Linked DNA regions of Mus musculus: all the other regions are linked to region 1. A link is a contact called in public Hi-C and HiChIP or PLAC-seq data. All regions are on one chromosome and are shown on one strand. Each heading gives the region's core, a stretch centred on a gene start, on an enhancer-like site or on the middle of the called end of the contact. The rest is flanking DNA. Distances are from core to core; before and after follow the strand shown. Region 1 holds the start of Ppp4r3a (protein phosphatase 4 regulatory subunit 3A). Region 2 holds the start of Slc24a4 (solute carrier family 24 (sodium/potassium/calcium exchanger), member 4). Region 3 holds the start of Gon7 (GON7 subunit of KEOPS complex).

Region 1 (3,520 bases), core at 788-3,287:
TTCTGCTCCAAAAACAATTTGAAGTTTTGGCCAATATGTATTTTCTTCCAAGAGTGAAATTCAGAGAATGCAAACCCTTAAGAAAGGAATATTTTAAAACGTGAAACCGTTATTTCAAACAACCTTATCTTTGAACACTGAAGACTGTTTCAATAGACTTGAGGTGAAAGCAGAAGGACTTGTTCAAGTGTTAAAAGATACCTCTCCCCACCAGCCAACTCAACCAACTAAGGACCATACGCTTAAACAATCAGAAAAGCTTGCAATAAAATGTTCCAAAGGTTCACGAGTTCCCACAGAAGACCTACAAAGTCTTTCTTTCTTAGCCAGGTGTGGCAGCACTTTAATCCCAGCACTGGAGAGGCAGAGGAAGGCAAGCTTTGAGTTCAAGGCTAGCCTGGTCTATAGAGCAAGCTCCAGGATAGTTGGGCTACATACTGAAACCCTGTCTCAAAATACAAAACAATAACAACAATAATAATCATCTCCCTTTCTTGTGAAAAAGACAACCAACCCCGGTCAAGACATGTGTGTCCTCGAAAGCCAAAGCAGCATTTTCTCTGTCTGGTGGAACTGCCAGATTTATAGACCTTATTGCAGACCCTAAAATCTGAAAGATATGGTGGAAAAGGTTTAAAACAACAACAATCCCACCAGAACAGAACTTTCTCAAAGTGTGCAACAGCTATGAACTTTACGAGCGCCAAGCAAGGTTTTATGCCTGCTTTACAGATTGGTGAACTAAGGGGTGTGTGTGTGTGGGGGGGGGGGGAGCAGATCGTTTCCGTTAAATGCCTTTCTCAAGGTCACGACGGTGCAAAAACCACCGGGGAAAGAGGATCTCAGGTCTCCGACCTTTCTGCACTGGAAAGGCAGCACGGCGCAACGTGCTCCGCTCTGCTCGAAATCCCAACGCCACAAGGTTTTCGGGTTAAGGATGGACACCCCGAATGCTCTCCACCGAGCTCCACCGGACTTGGGTACCCCGTGGCGTTCCCGTCCGCACTCCCGCCGTCCCAGTCCGAGCGCCACTGCTCTGAGAGGGGCCAGTGAGGGTCACTTACCGTCGCTCTCCGCCCTGACGAGCAGGGACATGCCCTTCAGCCTCTCCACGTAGCCGGAGGACACATGGCCAGTACCCCGGTCGTCCCACTGCCGGTCCTCGTTGAGCGTGTAGACCTTCACCCGCCGTCGGGTGTCGGTCATCGTGCCGGCCGGGGGCCCCGCCCGAGTGGCCCAGGGACAGTGTCCAGAAAAGGCGGGCGGCCGCAAACGGGGAACTCCGGGACCTCAGTGCCACCGCTGGCCGCCGCGGAGCTGCGCCGCCGCTCGCATGGCCCGCTCCCGGGTCCGAGCCCCGGGCCGCCGCCTTCTCTCGTCTCCTTCTCCCCGGCGCTATTGTCCAGGCCGAGCGAGCGCGGCCGCCCAGCAGCCCCGACAGGGAACGCGCAGCACTACGCAGCCTACCGGCCCGCCGTTCCAACGAGGTGCGGCTCGGTTCACAGACCCGCTCCGGCCTCCACCATGACCTCCGCAGAGCCGCTTTCCCGCGCCGCCGCCTCCTCAGGCCGCCGCCGCCATGTTTTCCTCCCTTGTACCTGGCCCAGCCGCTGCAGCAGGAAGCCCCGCTCCGCTCCTCCCGCTTAAAGCATCCGAAGCCGGTGAGGTAGCACTTCCCGGGAGACTCCGAACGCCTCTGGCCACCCGAGAACCCCTGGCTCTTCTTAGAAGCCGCCTTCCCTACTCCGCCGCCTCTTCCGTCTTCCTCACAGAGCCAAAGCCGCCGCCATCTTGGCTCGCCCCTCAAAAGCGGCGCGCGGGGCCACCTAGGCAGTAGCGGCAGGGGCGGCCCGCAAGCCCCACCACTTAAAGCGACAAGACGGGAGCCGGCAGCTTCGCTCCGGCCGAGGCCTTGCACCGAGGCGGGCGCGGAGCTGCGGGGGTGGCGGGAGCGGAGGAGGCGGGACGCGAGTCGCGCCGGTGACGGACCGGGACTCCCTCGCGCTGCCCTGCGCGTACTGTCGTGCAAGCGCGGGCTGCGTGTGCGTCCGTCGCACTTTGAATTCGTCATCACCTCGGCTCCGGGCGGGGAAGGGGTGTGGAGTCTGTTGGCGGCTTCTGGAGCCAGACTGGACTCTGATCCCGGAGCTCGTCCTTTCCCGTGCGAGCCTTCTCCGGACGCTTTAGGGAGGACCTTTGCAGTCGGCCCTGGGGGCGCGGGCTGCTGGCGTCCTCCTCGTCCTCCCCCCGCCCTCCTCCTCCTCCTCCTCTTCTTCCCTTGGCCTGAAATAGAGAAGTTTCTGAGAGAGGACCGTTTGGACCGCGAGGTTGGCGGGATGCAGTGAGGCACGCAATGGCCGGGCAAGTCTAAAACCCTCGACGCGGTGTTCACGCGTGGCACTGCTCCCCGGGATCATTCTGAGCACTCACCTCACAATAATCAGCGGTTATCTCCCTTTCTCTGTCGGTTATCAAAGCTGATCGTCTGTAGCCCTAGGCTGGTTTGTTTGTTTTTTTAAACAAAATAACAAAACACATCTTGAAGGGCTTGCAAAGATAAATGCCGTACTGTATGAATAAGATGAAATTCTTTGTTTTTTTGTTTTTTTTGAAACACAGCCTCACAATGTTGCTCTGACTGGCTGAAGCAACGTATGCGAGAAGCTGGGATCTTTCTTAACCCACACCAGAGACAAGTGCTCGCAAAGACATACCTGAAATCATTCACCAACAAAACTCGGAAGCATGTAAAAACAAAGCAGTTGCTGTTTCTAAATACCAGAATGCAATCCTTTCAAGCATCTAGATGGAGCCCATGAGCTCCAAGCAGAGCAGGTTAGCAGTATGGCCCTCTATGCTGATTATTTTATAGCAATGCTTCTAACCTTCCTAAAATGCTCTGACTCTTTTATAACACAGTTTCTCTTGTTGTGGTGACCCCTCCCTCACTATAAAATCATTTTGTTGCTACTTCGTAACTGTAATATGCAGGATATCTGCTGTGTCCCGTGTTTGACCGCCAAGGGATCGAGACCCACATGTTGAGAACCACCTTTTTAAAGGCCCTTGGAGACTGACTAGCAGAGCTTACACAGTGAATAGTTTCTTATCTGCCTTGACTCTTTACCCATCAAAGAAGAAACTGTTGCTTTCATCCCTCTGAAACTGTTTTGCTGGAGTACAGAACCCAATAGAACACACCTAGCCAGTCTCAGTATTTTGTCTCCTGGCTTATTCTGATGATGGAAATCATTTACAAACTATTTTGTGTCTTCCAGAGCTTTCCTAAATTGCTATGATCCGGGTCTTCCTCTCCTCTATAAAGTGTCCTTTAGAGACTTTGAATCAGGGTACACCAGGATTTGTACTTCTCAGAATTTCAGAATTGCCAGCTTGTGTTTGGGAACAAGTACTGTGAGGAAATAATTTATTTGGCGTATACTTCTAGGTCACAGTCCATTGCTGAGGGAAATCAGGGCAGGAACTCAAAGCAGGAGCCTGAAGCAGAAACCATGGAGGA
Region 2 (3,955 bases), core at 138-2,637, 1.0 Mb after region 1:
CCACCCCAGCTTTCTGGGCACTTCTTACCTGTGTCCCTCTGCTTGCCTAAGAAGTACAAAGGAACCTTGCTGGTAGTGGCCAGCTAGAGGAGGCATTTGGGACAGTCCCCAGAAGGGAAGTCCTCACACTTGACTATGCTCAAGATCTCTAGGGAATCTGGTTAAAAATGCACATTTTAGCTCAGTAGGTCTAAGAGTAGATTTAAATGTGCAACCTGCCTGTCTCCTATACTCCCAGGCAATGACTTGGCTGCTGTGGACCACCCCGTAGCCTAATGAGCAGCAAGGGAATGTTTGGCGCTCAGAGCAAAACACTTTGAGAATCCCACTTAGCATCTGAGGGACAGGCCCCCCTTTAGTTCAGGGTTCCTTGAAAGCAGACATTGGGTCTTAATACACGTTGTTGTTGTTGTTGTTGTTGTTGTTGTTGTTTTGTTTCTTGGCTGGATGGCACTTGGCACAGAGCTCACAAATGGCGGGTATGTATTTATTTAATTAAACACAGTTGGCTTTGATCCAAAAATGGTTTTAAGAGGAGTTAACCCCTAAATCAGCACAGGATAGAAAACCGACAGGGAAGTCTGAGTTAGAGATCCTTCCTGATAGAGGTCCCCTCCACTTATTTGCGTCTGGATGACACCTCCACTGCTCTTCGGAAATTTCACTGCGCCCACATTTTAAAAGCGGCTTACACTAGAGAGCCGAAAGTAAGAGAGGTGGAAAAACAAACCCAAACCAGAAAGCCTTGCGAAGCTGTGAGGTTGCAAAACATCAAAAGCTCCCAACTGTTGGCAGCAGAGCCGCAGAACTGCGGGGTTTCTCCCTCTGTCAGATTACCAGCATTTCGTAGGTCGGTGTTGCGCCCCCGCCACACAGGTCCCTAGGTTACCCAGAGAGCCTGGCAGGAACTGGTCCCGGCGGGCGTCGGTTGGCTTGGTGCAAGCCTGTTTCTTAGCACTGAGCTAGCAATTAAGCTACTTGTGCATTGGAGACCTCCGGGTGGTAGTGGTGACCGCCTTGGGTCGCTGCGGGGGGTAGGGGGTCTCGGGGAGCCAGGACCCGTGTGAGAGCCCTACAGAAACCCTGGTTCTGAGAGTCCTTGGTGATGCCATAACCTGTTCCACCTTATAGCAATCACAAGAAGCTGAGGACTCATTTTGGCTCCGTAGGGTTAGAGAGAGAGAGAGGAAGGGGTTTGGAGGGAGGCAAGGAAAGGGGATTATATTGGTCAGTAGTTGAGCCTCTCTTGGGGGAAGGGAGAAGCGCACTGGGCGAGCGCCCTAGGGGAGGTGTACACGTGCAGGGGAGGGGGGGGGGATGAGAGGCGGGCAGGCGGGAGGGGAGGAGTAGGGAGGCGAGAGCAGCTTGCGGGAGGCGCCACGGCCTCGCAGACACAGGCTCTGGCCGCCTAAGAGCCAGAGAGAAAGTTCCCGGGACAGTTCGCCCGCGGGAGGGCCCAAACTGCGGCCACTGGCCGAGAGGGTCTTGAGTTCTGAGAGTGCTGCGCGCGGTCCTTCTGCACGCACTTAGCTGCCAGGGCCCTGCTTTCCGAGAGAAGCAGAGGAGCCTCGCAGGCGGGCAGCCGGGGCGGCCGGGGCTAAACTTGGACGAGGAGGATGCTGCGAGTGGGCGCGGCGGCGCGGGGCGCGGGGGCGCTCGCCAAGCACTGATTGCTCCCGGCGGACTCCGAGCGCGCTGAAGAGCAGTGGGCAGGTAGCGGCTCCAAGCGCCCGGACTGCGCCAAGCCGACAAGCAGGGCCGCCAGCGCCACCGTGCAGGCGTCGTCTCCTCGCCACGGAGTCATGGTGCGAGCAGCGCGCACGCCCCGCGCGGAACTCTGAGCTCCGGCCGTGCATTGCTCCCCCTCCTCTGGTATTCCCATCCGATCTCCCCGTGACTGCCTTGTTCGCGGACCATGAAGCTATCTCCCAGAGCCCCTTGCCTCTGAGCTACGCATCGCCCCGCTGCAGCCCCAACGCCGCTGGGCCACAGACAGCGCTCCAACCCTTGAAGCTCGGGATCTTCTTCCAGGGGCGCGGGGCGTACGGAGATGGCTCTCCGTGGACTCATCCGGCAGAGCAAAGTTCGCCGGAGGCGAGAGATGCTGCCGCAGCAAGTTGGCTTCGTGTGCGCTGTGCTGGCCCTGGTGTGCTGTGCCTCCGGCCTCTTTGGAAGCTTGGGTAGGTGTGGGAAAGGATGTTTTCCGCTGGAGGAGTTGGGGGGCTTGAGCTCTGACAGCTCCAGCTTCTTCTCTGTCAGATTGGTCCCCAGGGTTTTCCCTTCCCGCTCAGCGGGCAGTGCTCACCCAGGAGTGCTGAGCCTCGAGCTGGACTGTGGCGACGTTCTGCCGAACTGCTCAAGCTCCCTGGGGGTTCCGGACGTAGTTGTAGGTGTGCTATTGGGATCAAAGCCTGCACCACCTCTGTCCCTGGAGTGTGCGGGTAATGGGCAACTCATGGCAGCCCAGGGGTAGAGTCTCCCGCTTTAGGATGTGTGAAACTGAGCAGCCCCCTTTTCTGTTCTGCAAAGCTGTGCTCCATCCCTCAGAGACCCAAATTCTCAGGCTTAGTCTCTGCTCTCCTCCTTGCACCTGCTCTGATCCAAATGCTTGGTCTTCCCCAAACCTAAACGGAGCGGGGGCAGTCTGTCCCCGTGGGAGATTGCTGCCATGTTCCAGCATCCCTTCACTCAACTCTGCTTAATCCCCACGGAGAGGGAGGGCTGGCGTGCATAGCCATGATCCACGCTCCTCCAAGCAGAAGGCGACCTGGGAGTCTGTTAAGACATGCAAATTTCAGACGGAGTGGGGAAAGAGAAGAAACTTATGAAATATTTATTTCGGGGTGATTTGGGCTCGTGTTTAGCCTTTAAAGAATGTTTAGTGCCTAGATATTTCAGAACTAGTGCTGTTAACATTTGGGGTGACACCCCCCCCCCCCGTGAAATAAATGTTGTTAACCTAGCCAGAGGCACAGGAGGAGGGCATCTTTTTTGAGTGGTTAGTGAGGCCATTAACATAGTATCTTGGGATCATTAAGAGATCGGTACAGCGACGTTAAAAACAAGTGAAACCTGGTTAAATTTTTAAACAGAAAAAGAGACATCACTCTCTTTCAATACCCAGACTGTGATTTGGGGGGGTAGAAGGCTAGAGAGTGGCTCGTTTCTAAAGAAGTCCAGAAAGTTTATTTCTAACACCTTCATACCCAATGCTTTGCAATTGGACAATTAAACACAAGAAACGACAAAATGTCTAGAGGAGCTGCGAGAGTTAGGCGTTCTGGAGGATGTATCGCTACCTAGCTGAAACATCTGGACAGGTAAAGAGTTGAGGTGTAGTCTGAAAGCCAGAGCTATTTTTATGTGCTAGATCAGGAGTTAGCTTCCCGTGCTACCATCTCTGTTCAGGGGCATCCATGCCTTCTCTGATATGGCTCTGTGTGACCCCTTGGACCATAGCATGATGACCCGGGAGCTTGATACTATAGACTCTCAATCTCTGCCTTGGACCTACTGAATCAGAGTTCCATTTCGAGCAGATCCCTGGGTGATGTGTTTACACACGGAGCCATGTACCATCAGCTGGCTGAGCACACACATTTAAGCATCCAATTGTGGGGACCACCTGAGCAAGTTCACTGAGAAAGTATTTAGTGCTCCTAATGTAATCTTTTGTTGTGTGGAGGTGGAGAGGTGGAGGGAGCTGAGACCAGCTCAATCTCGTCCAAGGTCGGATCACAAAGTGACCCATGTGAGACTAGAAACACAGGATTAGATGCAGGAAGCAGGATAGTGTTTGTAAGCAGGTGATAGCATGCTGCCAATGACTGTAGCACTCACTACAGGTGGCTCTAAGTAGCCAACCCCCGAGGCTGGAGCGATGTCTCGAGGTTAAGAGCCTGTACTGCTCTTCCAGAAGACTTGAGGTCAATTCCTGGCACCCTCTTCAGGACCC
Region 3 (3,607 bases), core at 374-2,873, 1.7 Mb after region 1:
CTGCAGAAGAATTGACTCCTTAGCTCAGAACAATGAAACATCTATCTTGGTGTTCAATTCAAGATTAGAAATAAATGTAACAACAGTGGAGTGTGGTGGCATATTTCTTTAATTCCAGCACTGCTGAGGCAGAGTCTGGCAGGTCTCTGCAAATCCAAAGCGAGGCTGGTTTAACCGTTACATGGTGACAATGTCTACAAAATAATTTTATTCCTATTAACAGAGCTAGGGCTGGAGAGATGGCTCCGTGGTTAAGAGCACCACCTACTTTTCCCCTGCATGTACGAGGCACCCTCTTGACTATCTGTAACTCTGGTTCCAGGGGATTTGATGCCCTCTTCTGGCCTCCGAAGGCACTGCACATAAGAGGTGTACAGACAAGCATGCAGGTAAACATCCATCTTTAAAAGCAAACAAACCCCAAGCCACCAAAATTAACAGTTAATTTCTACAACAGGAGAGGGGGTGAGAGAAAGTAAGAGGACGGGAAGGGCTGTAGTGCTTTCGGACATTATATAGCCCTTAAACTCTGGCAGCACAAGATGGCAACGTAAACATTCCATCAAGGAAGGGGGGGGCTCATGAGGCGCCACCCCTCTCAGAGGAGCGGTTGGCGGTTAATGGGGGGCGGGGGAGTCATTGTTTTTCTTCAGTGGTCTAGTCACTGCTGTGTTGCCCTAGTTCCAGTAAATATCATACAAATATCCTTAAATAAATCCAGTGACAAAAAAAGGCCGGAAAGAAAGGCGAGGAGCCCTGTCGAGAAGGGTTCAGCGGGGGATAGAGACCATGACCTGAATGCATTAATACATGAATGAAACGATCAATTAATTTAAGAATACCAAAAAGCTAAACTAAAAAGAACTCTTTTACTTTCGAAACAATAGCTACAAAACTGAGAGGGTTAAGATTCCCTAAAACAAAGTGGGCCTCGGTCATTCGAAGCTCTCCTCATTCTGTCAAACACGTTTTCTCGTTTCTAATTTCACTCCTTTCCGTTTTTCAACAACCAGGTCTACCTTCCCGCCCTTTCGGGTCTTCGTGCCAGCTAGCAATGGTTACAGACCGCCACTTTCTCTGCCTATCTTAATCCTTTGCGTTCTTTGCAAGGGAGTCAAGCTGACTTCGTCCGTTGACCAGTCCCTAGTCCAACGCTCGCCACGGTTTTTTTTTTTTTTTTTGGTGGGAAAAGTCGCAAAAACGGGGGGCGGTGGGATATCAGACAAAGAGGGCAGCGAGTTCTAAGGATTTTTAGAAGCGATTGCTCCTCTTCTCCGGGGCTCGCCTTCTCTAGCCTGCCCTTCACACTGCCCGGTCCCGCCAGTGTCCCCCGGCGCCCCGCCCCCGCGCTCACCATCCAAAGCGTCGTCCGGATCTTCCGCCAAGCCTTGCGCGTCCTGCTCCACTAGGGTCCCGAAGAACTCCGCTACCAACTCCTTCATCCGGACCACGCCCGCCGACAGGCTCTGGAGAGGGTCCGCGTCTCCCGACGCCTCACAGGACACTCGTAGCCGCTGCGGCTCCCCGTCACAACCGACGTACTCGCCCGAAAGCTCCATGGCGACCACTCAGCTTCAACAGCGCGCCTCGGAGAAACGCCACCCGGAAGCGGAAGCCAGCCTGCGGCCGGGGCGGGCGGGAGAGGCGAGGAGGAGGAGGAATGACTTCCGATTTCCCGAAATTGGCCCGCCCATTTTCTTCCGTGTCCTTCCTTAGGATTGGCTGTCTGGTGCTCGGGCTCCGCCTCCTCACGGGGCCCCGCCTTCTCGCGACGCCCCTGGCGGCGGCCACTTTTCCCGCCTCCTCCTGGGCCCACGCAGCGGAGCCCGGTGACAGTTGAGGATGGCCGGAGCCGAGAGCCCCACCGAGTGCCAGGCGGAGCTGGAGCCCGTGGTGTCGCTGGTGGACGTGCTCGAGGAAGACGAGGAGTTGGAGAATGAGGCGTGCGCCGTCCTGGGCGGCAGCGACTCGGAGAAGTGCTCCTACTCGCAGGTGCGCGCGGCCCGGCTGCTCCCGCCGTCCTGTCTGTTTCCCGCTGGCCGCGGCCGGGCCCACTCACGGCGGCCCTTTACTCTGTGCTTCTACAGCCCCGGCCCGGCTGCCATTTCATCCTCAGCTTGTCGCCACCAGGGCTGTCCCTCGGTTCCGCTGATGGTACACTGCAGGCTCCGGTCCTCCAGTTGTCGCCTCTTGGTGGCCTGCTTTTCACGAGGTTGTTCTCGTGATCTCTCAAACCCAGATATTCTTCGCTCCACTTCTCCCACCGCCCAAGAATCTTAATTAGGGACCAGATGGGGAAAAGTAAAGGGAAAGTGGGCCGGCTTTGAAAATCTTCCGGTGAGGTTCGGCTTCCGGACACTCCTGTAGTCTAGTTTAACTGCTAGCTGCCCCCACCTCACCCCCTTTCTGGTTAAATGAAGTTTCGTGTGTATGTGCTATGTGACATCCCCTCTCTCTGGGGACTGGAAAGCCAAGAGGAGAAAAGGATCTGTTTGGCATTTGTGGGACCTTTTGAACGAGAGAGTTTGAGGGGCTGAGATGTAGTGTTTAGTGACGCATACTGTACATTTAAGTACTAACGTGGAAAAGGGTGGGTAGGAAGGAAACTTAACAACAAGGATGAGAATTGGTGGAAGGAAACAGGCTAACTATGCCCATGGGTGGAGTGGGAGACTGGGGTAGGAGTGAAGGGACTTGGAGTTATGGTGTGGCGTGGACTGAAGTCATAATACTAGTTGTCTTCGTTGACCAAGTTGGGTTTGCACTGTAAAATTGTTGAATAAATCTTGTATCCCAGAAGTAGTCACAGCATGGTCGCTGGTATTTAAATTTGGAGGATCATTGTTAGGTTTCAAACCCTGGACTCTGCTGTTGTGCCTATTTAACATATCAAAGCCGATGGTGGCCTCCTGGTTCTCCCTGCCCTTCTGTCCCTTCCGGGACTCTCCTGGCAGACATACCCAATCCACTTTCCCAGACTTCTCCAGCCCAGGAGCCGGGCTACCCTTCCCCCAGCTTCCCTTCCCTAAATAATGCAGCCGTTTTGTTTATGCAGCTCTCTTGGGTCTCCTGGCTGTAGCACCTGGCTCCCCATCCCTATCCCCTACCCTTCCTTGCTCTTCTCCCAGGGCCCAGTTCAGAATCTTTAGCCTCTGGACTCTCCTAAAAGTCCTTGCCTCCGAGCTCTTCCTTTTATAGTAAACTTTTTCCTTCAACCTCCCAAGGAACAGGCATGTCCTTTCCTTTTTATTTCTCTTTTTCATTGTGACCATTAAACCACACACCCACCCCTTCATTGGAAGAAAGAAAGAAAGATCCTAAGTCTGTATGTAAGCTCTTTATTAATATACTTATTTTTATACAATACTAACTAAAATTGGGGGTAGGATCTTATGTCCCTCAGATCTGCCTTGAATTTTTGACTATCTTCACTTCCCAAGTGCTGCTGGTATTACAAGTGTGTACCACCATGCTTGGCTTAAAGTCTTGTTTCTGGTGAATTTTGTTTTTGTTTTTTGAGACAGTCAGATTGAGTGGTTCTAATTGGTCTGAAACTCACTATGTAGGCCAGGCTAACCTTGAACTCACAAGGATCCACCTCCCTCCC

What was found. Hi-C and Micro-C count contacts between places; a contact is called where the count stands out from the background. HiChIP or PLAC-seq counts read pairs in DNA pulled down with a chosen protein or histone mark.
Region 2: an H3K27ac HiChIP or PLAC-seq map of trophoblast stem cells shows a contact between it and region 1, with 5 times the contacts expected there. The contact joins the promoter of Slc24a4 here to the promoter of Ppp4r3a in region 1. A contact is called at or near these places in 1 of 39 promoter capture datasets (maxillary cranial neural crest) and 2 of 115 datasets of contacts at active chromatin or transcription factors (embryonic hindbrain and trophoblast stem cells).
Region 3: a contact with region 1 is called in a Hi-C map of B cells, with 8 read pairs. The contact joins the promoter of Gon7 here to the promoter of Ppp4r3a in region 1. A contact is called at or near these places in 4 of 39 promoter capture datasets (the C10 cell line, embryonic stem cells, liver and 1 more), 3 of 484 Hi-C or Micro-C datasets (B cells, LSK cells and muscle stem cells), 5 of 115 datasets of contacts at active chromatin or transcription factors (astrocytes, embryonic limb bud, embryonic stem cells and 2 more) and 3 of 9 other capture datasets (adipose tissue, liver and macrophages).

Annotation. Positions count from the first base shown.
Region 1 is chr12:101,081,665-101,085,184 of GRCm38.p6, forward strand. It overlaps Ppp4r3a (protein phosphatase 4 regulatory subunit 3A), which reads right to left and starts at 2,038. Exons shown (of 15, transcript NM_211355.2): 1 at 1,065-2,038. The coding sequence starts at 1,206. It overlaps D130020L05Rik (RIKEN cDNA D130020L05 gene), which reads left to right and starts at 787. Exons shown (of 2, transcript NR_038050.1): 1 at 787-2,835.
Region 2 is chr12:102,127,340-102,131,294 of GRCm38.p6, forward strand. It overlaps Slc24a4 (solute carrier family 24 (sodium/potassium/calcium exchanger), member 4), which reads left to right and starts at 1,388. Exons shown (of 17, transcript NM_001362345.1): 1 at 1,388-2,180. The coding sequence starts at 2,051.
Region 3 is chr12:102,756,187-102,759,793 of GRCm38.p6, forward strand. Gon7 (GON7 subunit of KEOPS complex) reads right to left here and starts at 1,624. Exons shown (of 2, transcript NM_001142938.1): 1 at 1,355-1,624. The coding sequence starts at 1,559. Gm20604 (predicted gene 20604) reads right to left here and starts at 1,624. Exons shown (of 2, transcript NM_001142939.1): 1 at 1,355-1,624. The coding sequence starts at 1,559. Ubr7 (ubiquitin protein ligase E3 component n-recognin 7 (putative)) reads left to right here and starts at 1,789. Exons shown (of 11, transcript NM_025666.2): 1 at 1,789-1,992. The coding sequence starts at 1,843.